Linked DNA regions of Urocitellus parryii: region 2 is linked to region 1. A link is a contact called in public Hi-C data. All regions are on one chromosome and are shown on one strand. Each heading gives the region's core, a stretch centred on a gene start, on an enhancer-like site or on the middle of the called end of the contact. The rest is flanking DNA. Distances are from core to core; before and after follow the strand shown. Region 1 holds the start of Capsl (calcyphosine like). Region 2 holds the start of Spef2 (sperm flagellar 2).

Evidence for each region. A called contact is a pair of places that touch in the nucleus more often than the background predicts.
Region 2: a Hi-C map of liver shows a contact between it and region 1, with 2.7 times the contacts expected there. The contact joins the promoter of Spef2 here to the promoter of Capsl in region 1. A contact is called at or near these places in 2 of 2 Hi-C or Micro-C datasets (liver and muscle).

What each region holds. Positions count from the first base shown.
Region 1 is chr1:20,772,476-20,779,313 of mUroPar1.hap1, forward strand. Capsl (calcyphosine like) reads left to right here and starts at 3,265. Exons shown (of 3, transcript XM_077795534.1): 1 at 3,265-3,401. The coding sequence starts at 3,265.
Region 2 is chr1:21,119,993-21,126,830 of mUroPar1.hap1, forward strand. Spef2 (sperm flagellar 2) reads right to left here and starts at 3,498. Exons shown (of 40, transcript XM_077795544.1): 1 at 3,441-3,498. The coding sequence starts at 3,498.

The sequences.
Region 1 (6,838 bases), core at 2,015-4,514:
AAAAAATAGTACTAACTACTTCATTTCCCCCCCCCCCTTAGCTCTTTTGCCAAGATGTGTATGTACCAGGCACACTTTTTTATTTACTTACTTCTAAATTGACAGATGCAGCTGTATGTGTTTACCAGGTACAGCATCATGTATTGAAGTATGTATAGATTGTGAAATGACTAAATCTAGCTAATTAACAAATGATCATGGGTTTTTAAAGTTGATATGAAATTCATTTAACATAAAGTTAGCCATCTTAAAATATTCAGCACCATCCTAATGTTGTGCAATCACCCACCTATATGAAGTTCCCAAGCATCTGCATCACCCCAAAGGAAATCCCATGCTTATTAAGCAGGCACTTCCCATTGCCCTCCCAGTATCAGCTCCCTGTAATCACTAATTTGCTTTCTGTCTTCTGAATTTGCCTTTTCTGGATATTTCACACAAGTGGAATCATATAATATGTGACTCCTGTTTTTGTACAGCTTTTTTCAGTTGGTATAATGTAGTCAAGATTCATACACATTGTGGTATATACCAAGACCTCATTCCTTTTTAATGGCTGAATGATATTCCATTGTGTGGATATGCCACAGTTTGTCCATCCATAGGTGGACACTTGGATTGTTTTTACCTTCTGGCTCTTGTGAATAATGTTGCCACAGACTTGGGTATCCCTGTTTTCAGATCAGTTCATGGGTTTTGTGAGGAATGAATACATGCTTACCATCTGGTGGGGGCACAAGAACTGTTAGAATTTGATGCTTTTAATATTTTCCCAAAGGTTTGCAAGGAGCACTCCACTTGCAAAATCCCTTAAACACCAGATCTTCCTGTCTCCCCACTGTTGGCTTTCAGTTGAGGTCTCTCTTTGTTCCTTGCTTCCTGTCATGGACTGTGTGGAAGTAGGACAGCAAGGAGAGTGGAGAAGGGGGAGGAGAGGTCAGAGGACAGGAGGAGGGGAGTAGGGGGTGGGGCAGCCCTTGGGACAAGGTGGGGGGGCAGCAGGTGCTCCTGGAAGGAGCCAGCCTCTGAGGGGGTTCAGAGGATGAAGAGGGCATGCTGCCCACCCACCCCAGTTCCTGCCTCTGCAGCCTGGAAGTTGGGAAGGCTGGAACAAGCTCCACGGAAAGAATGTGGCCAGGGCGAGGAAATGGCGACTCAAGGGTGGGTGGGGAGCAGGAAGCAGCGAGATGAGGTGGGGTGGTCTTGTAGGGGACACCAGAATCTGGTGGTGGATGAGGAATTCTGTGGGCATGGAGTTAGGACTGGAAGCCAGGACAAGCTCTAGGAATGTCAGCCCGAGGTCAGGTGAAAAAATGGTAAGAGACAAAGCCAGTGTTGAGAAGGTTCATGCCGCCAGTGGGGCGACCGCGAGGGCAGCAGGTGTTCAGGGGGACAGGTACCTTCACCTGCCGTGGACGGAGATGGGGTCTGTGGGGGCAGTGGGCGCCACCATCTGGAATTCCGGGGAATCTCTGCTTCGGTGCGGCACCAAGCAAAGGGAGACCCTGCCTAGCCTTAGGTGTAACAATTTCTTACAAATATGGAGTAAGTAAAGCAGCTGGAACTTCTGTGGGCTGGCCCAGAGTCCAAGAAAACTGAGTGAAGCACTCCCATCTTGAGCTACATGATGGAAATCAGGAGGGAGGGCAGGAAGAAGGGATCCTGTTCATCAGCTGGAAGGAGGCTACTGGAGATGGGGTGAGTTCAGTGTGTGCTCCTCTGTGTTGTCTAGTCGAGCCTCAGTTTTCGGTTTGAGATTCCCTTTCCTGAAAGTTAAATACTGAATACTTTATAGGGAGACCTTTCAGGGTGTGATAGGAAAACAGTTGGTACAGGGGAGGGCCCAATCCCCAGGGCTGCCATCTTTGATAAAAATAATTCTGTCCTTACACGGTCCTCAAGGCAAGTGCCAGAATTTGGACAGCCAGGGAGCCCTGAAGTCAAGGGTAGAGCACCATTTATTGTCTTGTGTGCACTGAATGCCATTCTTCCTACCCTCTTGCTCTTTTTATTTGGAGCTCAACGTAAGGTAGCTTCTAGAATCTTCCATCCACTGGGTGAGTGGACTCATGGAGATTACTGGTTTTTGGAGTCGGAATGAAGTTTAAAGATCATCTAAGCCAACTGAGAAGGAGACAGTGGAGGCTTTGAGATGGGCTCTGATGTCAGGGGGTGGGTCGGGATGGCAGTGGAGAGGTGGGACTGGGACCTGAGTCCCCAGGCTCCCGGTGCCCAGTGCTCTTTCCACCACTGTGGAAGTTCTGAGAACTGAAAGGAGGAATCAGTTCACCACACCACCCTTCCCTCCTGTTCTGAAAACTCAAATCACAAAAGCCAAGCTGGAGAAAACGATATCTTTTTGTATGTGTGTCAGCTGAGAGATAGTAAATATAGATTTTTTTTAAGTTGTTGATAGACCTTTATTTATTTATTTATATGTGGTGTTGAGAATTAAACTCAGTGCTTCACACATGCCAGGCAAGTGCGCTACCTCTGAGCCCCAGCCCCAACCCTGTTTAAAATATTTCTGTCTTAAGAACCCTGTTGCTGGGTGTGGTGGTGCCTCCAGCAGCTTGGGAGGCTGAGAAAGGTCGATCGTGAGTTCAAAGCCAGCCTCAACAAAAGCAAGATGCTAAGCAACTTAGTGAGACCCTGTCTCTAAATAAAATACAAAAATAGGGCCGGGGATGTGGCCCTGAGTTTACTCCCTGGGACCCCCTCCCCCAACAAAAGAACCTTGTTAATGGGCACATACCTGCTAATCAAGGAGAACACACTGATTGCTGGTAAGAATCATCAGGGCCCTAGTGTTGAGAATCTCAGGGAAGACAGAAGCAATGAAAATCAGTGTTTAGACCAAAGAGGAGACTCTTAATTAAACGTGGAGTGAGGGAATATGGAGAAATCTAAATAAAATGACATAGGATACGTGGTTGTTTCTAAAAGAGGGTGGAGAAGGAGAACTTGGACTTTTTATGGAGGGAGGAGGGCTTCAGAATGAGAAAATGGCTTTGTATTCATTGTTGAGCTGGGGAAAGCAGATGGCCTCGGGACACGGTCCAGTAAGTAATAAATATGCCAGGCACACAGTCCGCTTGGTTAAAAATTGGAAATTCTGGGAGGAGGTTTGAGACTATTCCTGGGAGATCTGATGGCAAAGTGAGCTGTAAATTTCCTTCTCAGCAAGATTGCTATCTCCTGTTCAGCCAGAGGCAGGTGGTGCGGCGGGGAGCTCTGCTAATGTGCTGTGAACTCTCCTCTCAGATGGCAGGGACAGCACGCCATGACCGAGAGATGGCCATCCAGTCCAAGAAGAAACTCACCACGGCCACGGATCCCATTGAGAGACTCCGACTGCAGTGCCTGGCCAGGGGCTCTGCAGGTATCAAAGGACTTGGCAGGTAGGATGCAGGAGAGGCTGGGGGGGTCCAGGTGAGGCTAGAAGTGCTTCGTGATCTTGGGCCGAGTTATTCCCTTACTTGTGAAATGCAGAGTTTGGAAGAGTTGATCTCTCAGGTCTCTTGTGACCATTTTTAGTTCTTAATCCCAGATTCAGCAAGGCCCAGGTGCAGCTGAAAGAGGGCAGGGCTCCCGAGGTAAGGGGAGAGGCACAGCCAGGTAGCACAGACTCCGAGCAGGACAATGAGACAGGAGCTCCCTGAAACTGGGATAGGACCGGCTGGGTTGGAAGAGGGAGGAAAGGACAGTGGTTTGGCAGTGATTATAGAATTTGGGGTTCTGTTCTCAGGCAGTCTTGTCTTTCTCAGCTCTAGTGGCACTGGGATTGCCTGTGGTGTCTGCCATGGGTGTCTTTGTCTTGTTGAGCCAATCCTCACACTCTCTGGTAGTGTGTCACCCTCAGGGCTGAGAAACCCAAGGGCAAAAGGAGACTGTGAGCCCCTAAGGGCAGACCCTGTGCATTATAACAAACTACACTGAGAGTCTGCTGTGGGCCAGACGATTCCCGGTGAACTAGGCTTCTCCGGTTCCCATGGAGTCATGTAAATGGGGCCCTGGGTGGTGGGAGCAGTTGTATATTGGAGAAGTACAGAAAGTCAGTGGGAGAGACACCCAACTCTGCATCCAGAGGTTGTGGAAGGCTTTAGGTCCATCTGATATCACCTTAAACCATCCCAGGTCTCAGACTTGGAGCTCTATCAGAGGCCCAGGCTACAGGTATGTGAAGCCGGGTGACCACATGGTCCCAGTCCAAAGGCAAGTCCTCTTCCTTCAGTACCGTGTCTCTTCAACCTCTCCCTGTTTCTCAGAGCAGTCCCCTTAGGGACCCTGCTTTACCCTCTACTTCCTGGTCCATCATTCAGTCCACTCCTTCCTGCCAATGGTGCCCTCTCCACCTGTTGGTGCCATTACACCCTGCACTTTCTTCAGCCCTTCACTGTGAACAGATGTTACCTCATCCCTGGCCTCTCTTACTGGCCTCTGCCTTCTCTAAGTCTCTCCTCAACTCAATGGAGGCAGCTCCTTCCCTCCACCCTGCACTAGGGTCTGTTGACAGGTAGACACTCTCCTTCACTCTGATCCCAGATCCCAGGAAATATTCCCTCCTTTTGCTCATTTCCCCACCCCCACCCCCAGCCTGCCTTTGAAGGGCATGTCCTCAGGGTAAGCTCTACTATTCGCCAACTCCAGGACACGTTCTTCTGTGAAGGGTTGGCTCCTAGAACAATCTTTCCACTCGGTCTGGAGTCTTTCTTCTGACTAAGACCAGAATGAGTCTATCATGACTTTGGCACCTTTGCTTTTTTGACTTCAAAGTCTGATGGTTTCCAACAGTTTTCCTTCTCAGTCATTCCCAATTATGACACAAATGTAGACGTTACCCAAGATTCTTTTGCCAGCATCTTTAATTCACTATACATCTCACCCACTCCGGAGTTGAGCTCATCTTTACTCTGGCTCCTTCCACATTCTCAGCATCAAGTCTTCTCCTGGGCTCCAAACTCATCACGTAATTTATATCCCCTTCTTCTTCTTCTTCTTCTTTTCTTCTTCTTCTTCTTCTTCTTCTTCTTCTTCTTCTTCTTCTTCTTCTTCTTCTTCTTCTTCCTTGTTAACTAGCCAGTTACCTACTGAGTATCTTTAATAGTTGTGTTACTGTTCAAAATAAAATAAAATTAATCATCCCTTCTTGCAAACAGAGCTTCCCCTGCAGTCCTGACCCTTTCAGTCACTCTAACAGTTCCTTGGGTTGGAAACTCAGGAAGTACCTTCATTGACCACCACATTGATGACTCTACTTCTACAACATCTTGTGATCTCTTTTCTTATCTTTATCTCAATTGCTTATGTGCAGGCACTGAGCATCTTTCCTAAGATTTTCTTACGGTTTTCTTTGCTCTCAGGCTTTTGTCTTCCAATCATTCAATCGCTATTGTTAGAGTTCTATTAACTTTTATTTTTATGATGTCACTTCTCATGAAAACTACTGAATAATGACTGTTCTTCTGAGTTTTTCTGTCTCTCAATAAGCTCTTTAAAAGGACAGAGATGGAGTCTCATTACCTTTGTATTCCTCCTCACAGGGCTTAGTGCAAAGTTTGGCACCTTATAAGTGCCTAATCAATATTAAATTTTATTGAATAACATAAGGTGCTTAAATGACACATCATTTATTTTGAATTTACATATATCTTATAAATTTACATATATTTTACAAAGAAAACAGATCAATCCATTTCCTGTATCAGTGTGATTTGTTTGTTAATTTATCATTTGTTCATCCAGAAAGCGAATTTTGACAGAATGACCATAACATTGTAAACATGTAACAGCAAAATAAATAAATAAATAGATAGATAGCTAAAAATAGTCAAGTCTCCTCCCTCTGGAATCTATGTGATGCTCTCATGCAAAGTGTTCTTTTTGATTTTTACATAAAGTGTGAAATTCAGAGGAGTAAGAATCTATATTATTGTTACAAATAACTAACATAGACAAAAGCATAAGTTGTGACTTCAAAATTGTACATTATTTTAGCATTCATGTGGAACTAAAGATTAACTGACTGAGTCTCTTACAGCAAAGTGAGACCCAGGAAAGTCACAACGTATGCCTAAAGTCACAAAGCCAGTTTACCAGAAGAACTGAAAATCAAGCTCAGGTTTTTGAGATCCTAACGGAGAACTCTCTCTACCTGTCAGAATACTAGCGAGACAGAAAATGCCCAGAGCTGTTCTGAGGGTAGTGGCAGATGATAGAGGAGAAAGGGAATGTGTGAAGGAGGAAGATCATGTAATAGGGTGTGGTGAGATGGATGGAAGACCTGAAGCATAACAATTAAACAAAATTAGAAGCTATGTTATTTCTTTCATGAGAAGGACATGAGTACCTTGTGGGTGGAGGTGATCCAACATAGTTGGATATAATGAGGCATGTTTCTAGGTGCAGTCTTTCTGTAACTAACACAGTGTTTATATGTTTTATATGGTCAGTGGATTATGTTGAAAAAATGAAAACCAACATTTATACTCTATGATAGGTTCTGGGGATCTTATCAAGAAACATAGCTTAAAATAGGATTTTTGATGTACTGACTTATATATTTTTTTGCTTTCCTTTAATTGAAAGATGGAAAGGGTTTGGGTCTTTTTGAGTCAATAAGCAAAGTTTGGATGCCTAAAAAAATTTATATATGGTGGGAGTTCTCCATTACTGTAACAAAATACCTGGGAGAAACAAGTTACCAGGAAGGAAAGGTTTATCTTGGCTCATTATTTCCATGACCACTCTGTTGCTTTTGGGCCTATGGTGAGGTGGCACATCCTGGTGAGGAATGCATGGTGGAGCAAAGCTAGTCACCTCATGGCAGCTGGGAAGC
Region 2 (6,838 bases), core at 2,248-4,747, 350 kb after region 1:
AATTTCTAGTGAACATAAGTCAAGTTTTAATTTTCTTTTTTTAAAAAAATGCTGCTAAGCTAGCTAGGAAATATCAAAGTCTGTTGCTTTTGATCAGAAGCAACATATTTTCTAATGACCCTAAGAGCTTAAGAAAAAGAAAATATATGGTTCAATGACACTTGGTTAAAAGAGAAAGGGACCAAAAGGTAGCAAACCTAGCTTCCCAGCTGCACAGCCTTAAACAAAGTTCTAAATATATCTCTTCCATTTTTACACCTGACAAAGAAGAATTAATGATGTCTGTCTCAGTCTATTGTCTGTTGCTGGAACAAAACACACAGACTGGATAATTTACTAAAAATATTTTTTTTCTTCATAGTTTTAGAGACTAAAAGGTTTAAGGTATCTAGAGACTAAAGAATGTCAAGGTATTGACATCTGCCAAGGGCCTTTTGCTCTACAATGACATGACAGAAGGCAGAAGAGCAAGTGAGTGCTTGATACAGAGGGGAAGGGGGACAAAGTGATCCATGTATCAGGAGTTACTCTAGCAATAATTAACCCACTCCTGCCCTGATGGCCTTAACTCTTCACAAGGGCTGAGCCCTCCTGATTTCAACACCTCACTAAGACCAGTGGAATAGAGGAAGGGAATTGAGTGGACAGGAGGAAGGATGGGAAAAGGGAAGACAGGTAGAGCGAACTGACCTACCATTCCTGTTTACATATGTGAATATACCACGGTGAATCTCACCTTTGGGTGGTACTAAATTTAAAAAATCATAAGTAATTAGAAAGATCAGTATAGAAGGGAACATGGAATGGAAGAGGGGAGAGAAAGGAGAAATACGGGGGTTTAAGTTAGAGCAAATTATATTCCATGATTTATAATCATGTCAAAATGAATCCTAATATTATATATAACTAAAAGGAACCAATAAAAATTTTTTAAAAATAAAAAGAATGCACATTTCATAAATCATAAAAATATGTCTAGGTCAGAAAAAGTGTGAAACAAATCAAATATTAGCTTGATTTTAGAGTCATTTTGATAATACCTAATTTCTGATTGTAAATAAGCAATCTGATTTATAAATTCAATCTTCTCCTGAGTGCCCCAGGGCACCAAATTCATGTGTCATGTTCATATCATTTGCCAGAATAAGTTATACTGCTGTTCTTCTTTCCATTAGAAATTGGTGACGTGACTAGAAAATAATGCTTAGATGTATTGTTAATGAAATACCTTAGAATACAAAAATGTCACTTAATGCAAAAATACATCTGGAATTCAATAATTCATTTTATAGTAAAAAATAGCATAAGGAATGTTATTGAAAGAAATATGAAAAATGTAATTTCACTTAGTATAAGAAAATTTCTTAGAATTTGCTTAAAGTAACAAAATAGAACTTCTGAAATCACAAAGTTCAACATTCAAGAATCCAAGGTGACATCAAGATGAAGAAATCTAAATAATATGGTACTTTTTCCTCTCATGTACTCTCATTTAATAAACAATTATTAAGTGCTCATTATGTAACAAGTGCTATATGAGGCACTATATATATTGCCTGTAAAAAAGTTGAAATAATGTTTATTGAACATCTAACAGATACTAGGAAGTCTGGTAGATGTTTTTAATTTACAGTTTCACTTGAGACCCCCTCAAATATACAATAGTTATTATTTTTCACTGAGTGTAAAATGTGGGACCAAAAGATTATTATTCTTACTTTGGATACTATAATAGCAAGACTTAGCAATACTTATTTTTTTGAACCCAGTTTTCTCTTTATTGCTCCTTTGATTCTATTGATAATATGTCTAAAATGACAGAATAATTTAAAATATGTGTGAAAAGAGTATTTACAATTTAAAATATATCCATATCCAGAATCCAATATAATATAGGCTGTTTTGTATACCCATCCTTACAAAGACTCTGACTTGTATAGTACATGGAATTTGAAGGTATCTTATTTATGGTTCGAGAATATTCAGTTATGATATTCTCATGCTCGTTTTCTCTTATGGTGAGTTCACAGGAATTTTGTTTTAAGGAGGCAGTGTTTATTCTTGAACATAACTGATGACTCTTAAAGAATTGTTCAGCAAATCTTTTTTTTTTTTTTAAAGAGAGAGTGAGAGAAGAGAGAGAGAGAGAGAGAGAGAGAGAGAGAGAGAGAGAGAGAGAATTTTTTAATATTTATTTATTTTTTAGTTCTCGGCGGACACAACATCTTTGTTGGTATGTGGTGCTGAGGATCGAACCCGGGCCGCACGCATGCCAGGCGAGCGCGCTACCGCTTGAGCCACATCCCCAGCCCCAGTTCAGCAAATCTTTCAGTAACATTTCACTTGCTTATTTTTCATTATAAATTGAATTTTTGAATTCCAGGTGTAATTTTGTACTGATCAACTTTTTGTTTTCCAAAATATTTCATTAATGTATACATCTAAGCATTGTTTTCTAGGAAAATGGTCTGTTTAAATCTAACTCACTGAAGATTATTAGCTTTGGTTACATAGATTGGAATCTACAGGTGACCTAAGGTTGAGCATGCATCACAACCCACTGGTAGCAAATTGACAATGATGCAAGAGTTCGTCTGGGAAAACAAAATGAAGGTGATTGCACTGAAAACCTTCTTGCCAAGGGGAAAAAAACAAACCTACCACCTTAAAATGAATTCCCACTAAATAAACAACAAAGAGGATGAGACGTGTAATACTGTATTGGAATGATTTGACTGTTACTGAGTTTGGAGGTGTGTATAACTGCCTCTGAGGTTAGGAGTTTGTTTGAGGTTAGGAGTTTGTTTTGTTTGTTTTTTGGTAACTTCATGTTTAGAATAAAATCAGGCTGGTAAATTAGGGAAGAGCAAATAGTAGCCAGAAATAGCTAAGTTTGTAAATTTGCAGCTTAACATTTCCAAAAGTGATAAATGTTAACTATTCCACATTAACCCATTGCACATACACTTTCCCCTGATGAGAGGTTAAATATGCAAAATCCGATTGGATCCATTTATACATAGAGAAAACACACTCAGAGAAGGCATTTTAACTTATCCACGGAATTTCCTATTCCATTGGCCTGTCAGCACACCATGCTTCTGATGTTGTGAAGGAGGCAATGTCAGGGTTAGACTGCTGAGACCAGCATAGGAGCCTTCCCTAAACTACCTCTGATTGCTTAGAAACACACAGTAGGTCAGAAACTGTGTTGTTGGGCCCACCGTGCTGATAGGAAATTCAGGAGTAGCAGAGTGGGGTATGTAAAAAGGCCAGCTGGGGTGTTCAGTGGGGCAGCTGGGGACAGGGTTGGGACAGTGCAGAGGGGGCGGAGCGCTGAGAGGGTGCAGGTGCCCACCTGCGCAGCTGGAGCCCCGCCCGCCACCTTCCACCAGCTAGTCTCGCTGGGCGCCCGCTCGCCCTCGCCCACGGGCACTCACTCACGGTCCGGGACAGCTTCAAATCTTGGTTGAGCCACTGACAGAGGATCTCAGACATGGCTCGCCCGCGCTTTGGACCTCAAGCAGGTGCTAGAAACTCTCCAGGAACCGGACTCTCTGGCTCGCGTCCTCCTGTTGCTCAGGGCAACCTGTTGCTAAGGAAGCGTCTCCAGGGTAGAGCCAGGTGACAAGTTCAAAGAAGAGGGGACGCAGAGCACAGCAGCAGGAGACAGAAATCGTGGCCCGCCCCCTGCTGGCGGGTAAGACCTGAGCGTGCGCACGCAATAGCAGGAGGCTGCTAAGGGTCGGCTAGCAATTATAAAACGAAATAAAAGGTTTCTTTTTAAAAGCGTTACCTGTCATTTGAATTATGTATCTTTCTCTTCTGTAAAAAAAAAAAAATCAAGTGTGAACTGCAAAGAGTTATTCTGAGATCACAAGCTGGATTGAAGAGTGGTGCTGTGTACTGAAATAAAATTTGTTGGGGAAAAAACAAAAACAAAAACCTGATTCTTTAAAAAATTATTGGAGACTTTTTTCATAATTGGAATTTTTGCACTATCAATTATGTCCAAGCTTGTAACTAGATATGACTGGGTCCTGATGTCTTTTTGAGCTGACTAGCTCTTTCATTTGAGGGGAAAAACAAAGAAATAAACAAACTACTTAACCTCTTGAACCTGTTTTCTTATCTGTAGAATAAGAAGGTTAATATTTGTTTCATAAAGTTGTGAGGATTAAATGAAAAATACACATATTAATGCCTGGCACATTGTAGAAGTCAGCATATGTTTCTTTCTTTTTCCTAAGGCTATGTGAATTTTTGCATTTTATTACTAGTTGGCTGAATTTTTAGTAGCTGAGAGTTGATTATGGTATTTCAAAGCTTTTGAGGCAATTATTTCATAGAGCTGATTTAATTTGATTTAAGAATAATGCACTATTTCTTCATAAATAGGTATTAATAGGCATAGACTTTTTAAAAAAACATTCTTAATTGGTCCTTCACCTGCCTTACATTCATTTCTTCATTTCTACTTCTCACCACTTTAGATCATTCTATTATCTCTCCTCAGTATGTTTTACAATGACCTTGCTCACTTGCCATTGATTGATGCAAAAAAAATATTTGTCCTCATGACCACAATAATCATTAGTCTGGGTTTCCTTGCTTTTTCTTCTCTGGTCTATCCTGTGCAACACGTACAATTGATATCCTTAAAACCCTATTCTATTCCTATACTCACTTTTGTGAATTGCACTAGAGCATTATTTACTTTCATGCAGAAAGTGGAATTCCTTTGGTGGGTCACTGAATAATCCTTAAGTGAAATAGTACCAGATAAACTTGAATAAAAAGTATCAGAGGACATTGCACGTAATAAGGCTAAATATATGGAAGGAATAAGTATTTGAGGGAAGGAAGAGCATCTTTGCTTTATTTGGGCAATTGTACATACTTGTGTGTATGTGTATATATGTATATATATGCCTATATGGGGGAAATTATTTCTTATCATGAGTCATAGTCAATAAAATTCCAAAGCCACTGTCCTAGAGGATGAAGACCTTATTGAAAGTTATTTATGATCTATCCTCACTCCAATCCTAACTATACACCAATCTTGTTCATATTTCTTTCCCAGGTCCCAACTTTTCTACCTCAACATTGGTCTTCCATCCTCCTCCTGCAAAAAGAGAAGTTTCTTTCCTAAAGTCAATCCTGTCTGTTCTTCAGGGTCTGGTTTATCAGCCACCACCTTCACTGAGCCTTCTCCTTCCCCCCTCCATTCTTCCAATCCCACCTGTATTCTGAAAGCTCAAAATAAGTGCTTTCCCTTTAGCTCTCATTCCAGACCCCTAATTCTTTCTAATTGCCAAGAAGAGGAGATAACTTCAGCTCTTGTTTTTATGGCAAACAATATTGTGAAATTTCAATTCCATTTCAAAATTCTTAGTCGTTTTTACCCTGAAGCAGATAGATACTTTGGGGTCTTATTTTCAATGTCTGTGTGGTTTGTCTTATATATGGATTGCATCTTTTTCAGGTAAACATTCAAATTTCCAGTCTTAGAAAGTAATTGGGTTTAAAATAAAATCAAGTTAAAAGACAAATTCAAAATTGTATTTCATATGAGAAAAATTGAATCACATGTTCTATAATTGAAGAAGATAAGCCAAAATTTATCAGAATTTTTTTCTAATTTCTTATTTCCCTATGCTGAATAGTCATAGGATCTAAATTAGTATTAAATCTATTAAGTTTAAGCTAAATTTAAATTTTATCTGTTAAATTTTGAGCCCTAAGTTTATGTCTGAGCCCTAAATTTATGTCCCTGCTCTAACAAAGAAATTAAGCATTAACAGTAAATCCTCTCAGCTTTGATGACTACAATCAAATTATTTTTATACCAATACCAAACTTGTGCAGATAGAGTGCCCATCTTATCTCTCTCACAGATTATACTTCTGAGAAAACTGAATCTCTGTTTGTGCCAAGTGTCACAATCAACTCCATTGTACTTTATCACTAAAAAACACTTTCCAGAGAATCAATGTTTGGATGAGTTAAGAAATCCTGAGAATCACTATTCTCTGTACTTTTACTCTTGATATTTCTTTATTATGATTTTGATATCCTATATGTATACAGCAGTTCATTCTATATTTCTGAATAATTGTGAGACTATTTTTAAATTTCATCTTGCTGTTTCTCCCGCCTTAAAAATCTGTAATTTTCCCTATTAAGATTATAGGGAGGCCTTTCAATTATTCCATAATTCTATTATTTTCTATTTGGTGAACCTTTATAATTCTGCATATTCATCAAAAATGACAATGGATCATGCTGATTCCTGGCTTTCTTCTTTCTGTCCAGTTGGACCAAAGCTGGTTCAAATTGAAATTCTTTCTGGAAATTATCATCGAAAGCCCCCCTTCCTCTCAACTTCAGTTGGCTGAGGTGCCCCAGTAAAATCTGAGATATGCGAATATATGTTTTTAATTCTCACGTACCCAAAATTTGGAGCTGTGCTTGCCAAAAGGGTCATTCAAGAAGTGCTGTCACATGAATGAGTGCAGCCAACCGGACTTTTAACATGCACCTCTCATTTTACCATCTACGTATTATGTTGTATGTTTATTATTCTTTGGTGTCATGGGCTGGATCCAATTCCTTTGTACTTAGGAGAATGACAATCACAAAAGGACATATGGGAACCGCTTCTTCCTACAGCTTGCTTCCAGGTATGGCCTGATGGAAGAGGTGTATCACACTTTTCATTTCCTAACTATCAACTGTAAAGCTGGAAAAAAGCATCTTTTCAGGTACTGGATGGGTAGTGCACACTCATCTCAGCTTTCTCAAAGAAATGAACACAAGACAGACCAAAGGTCTT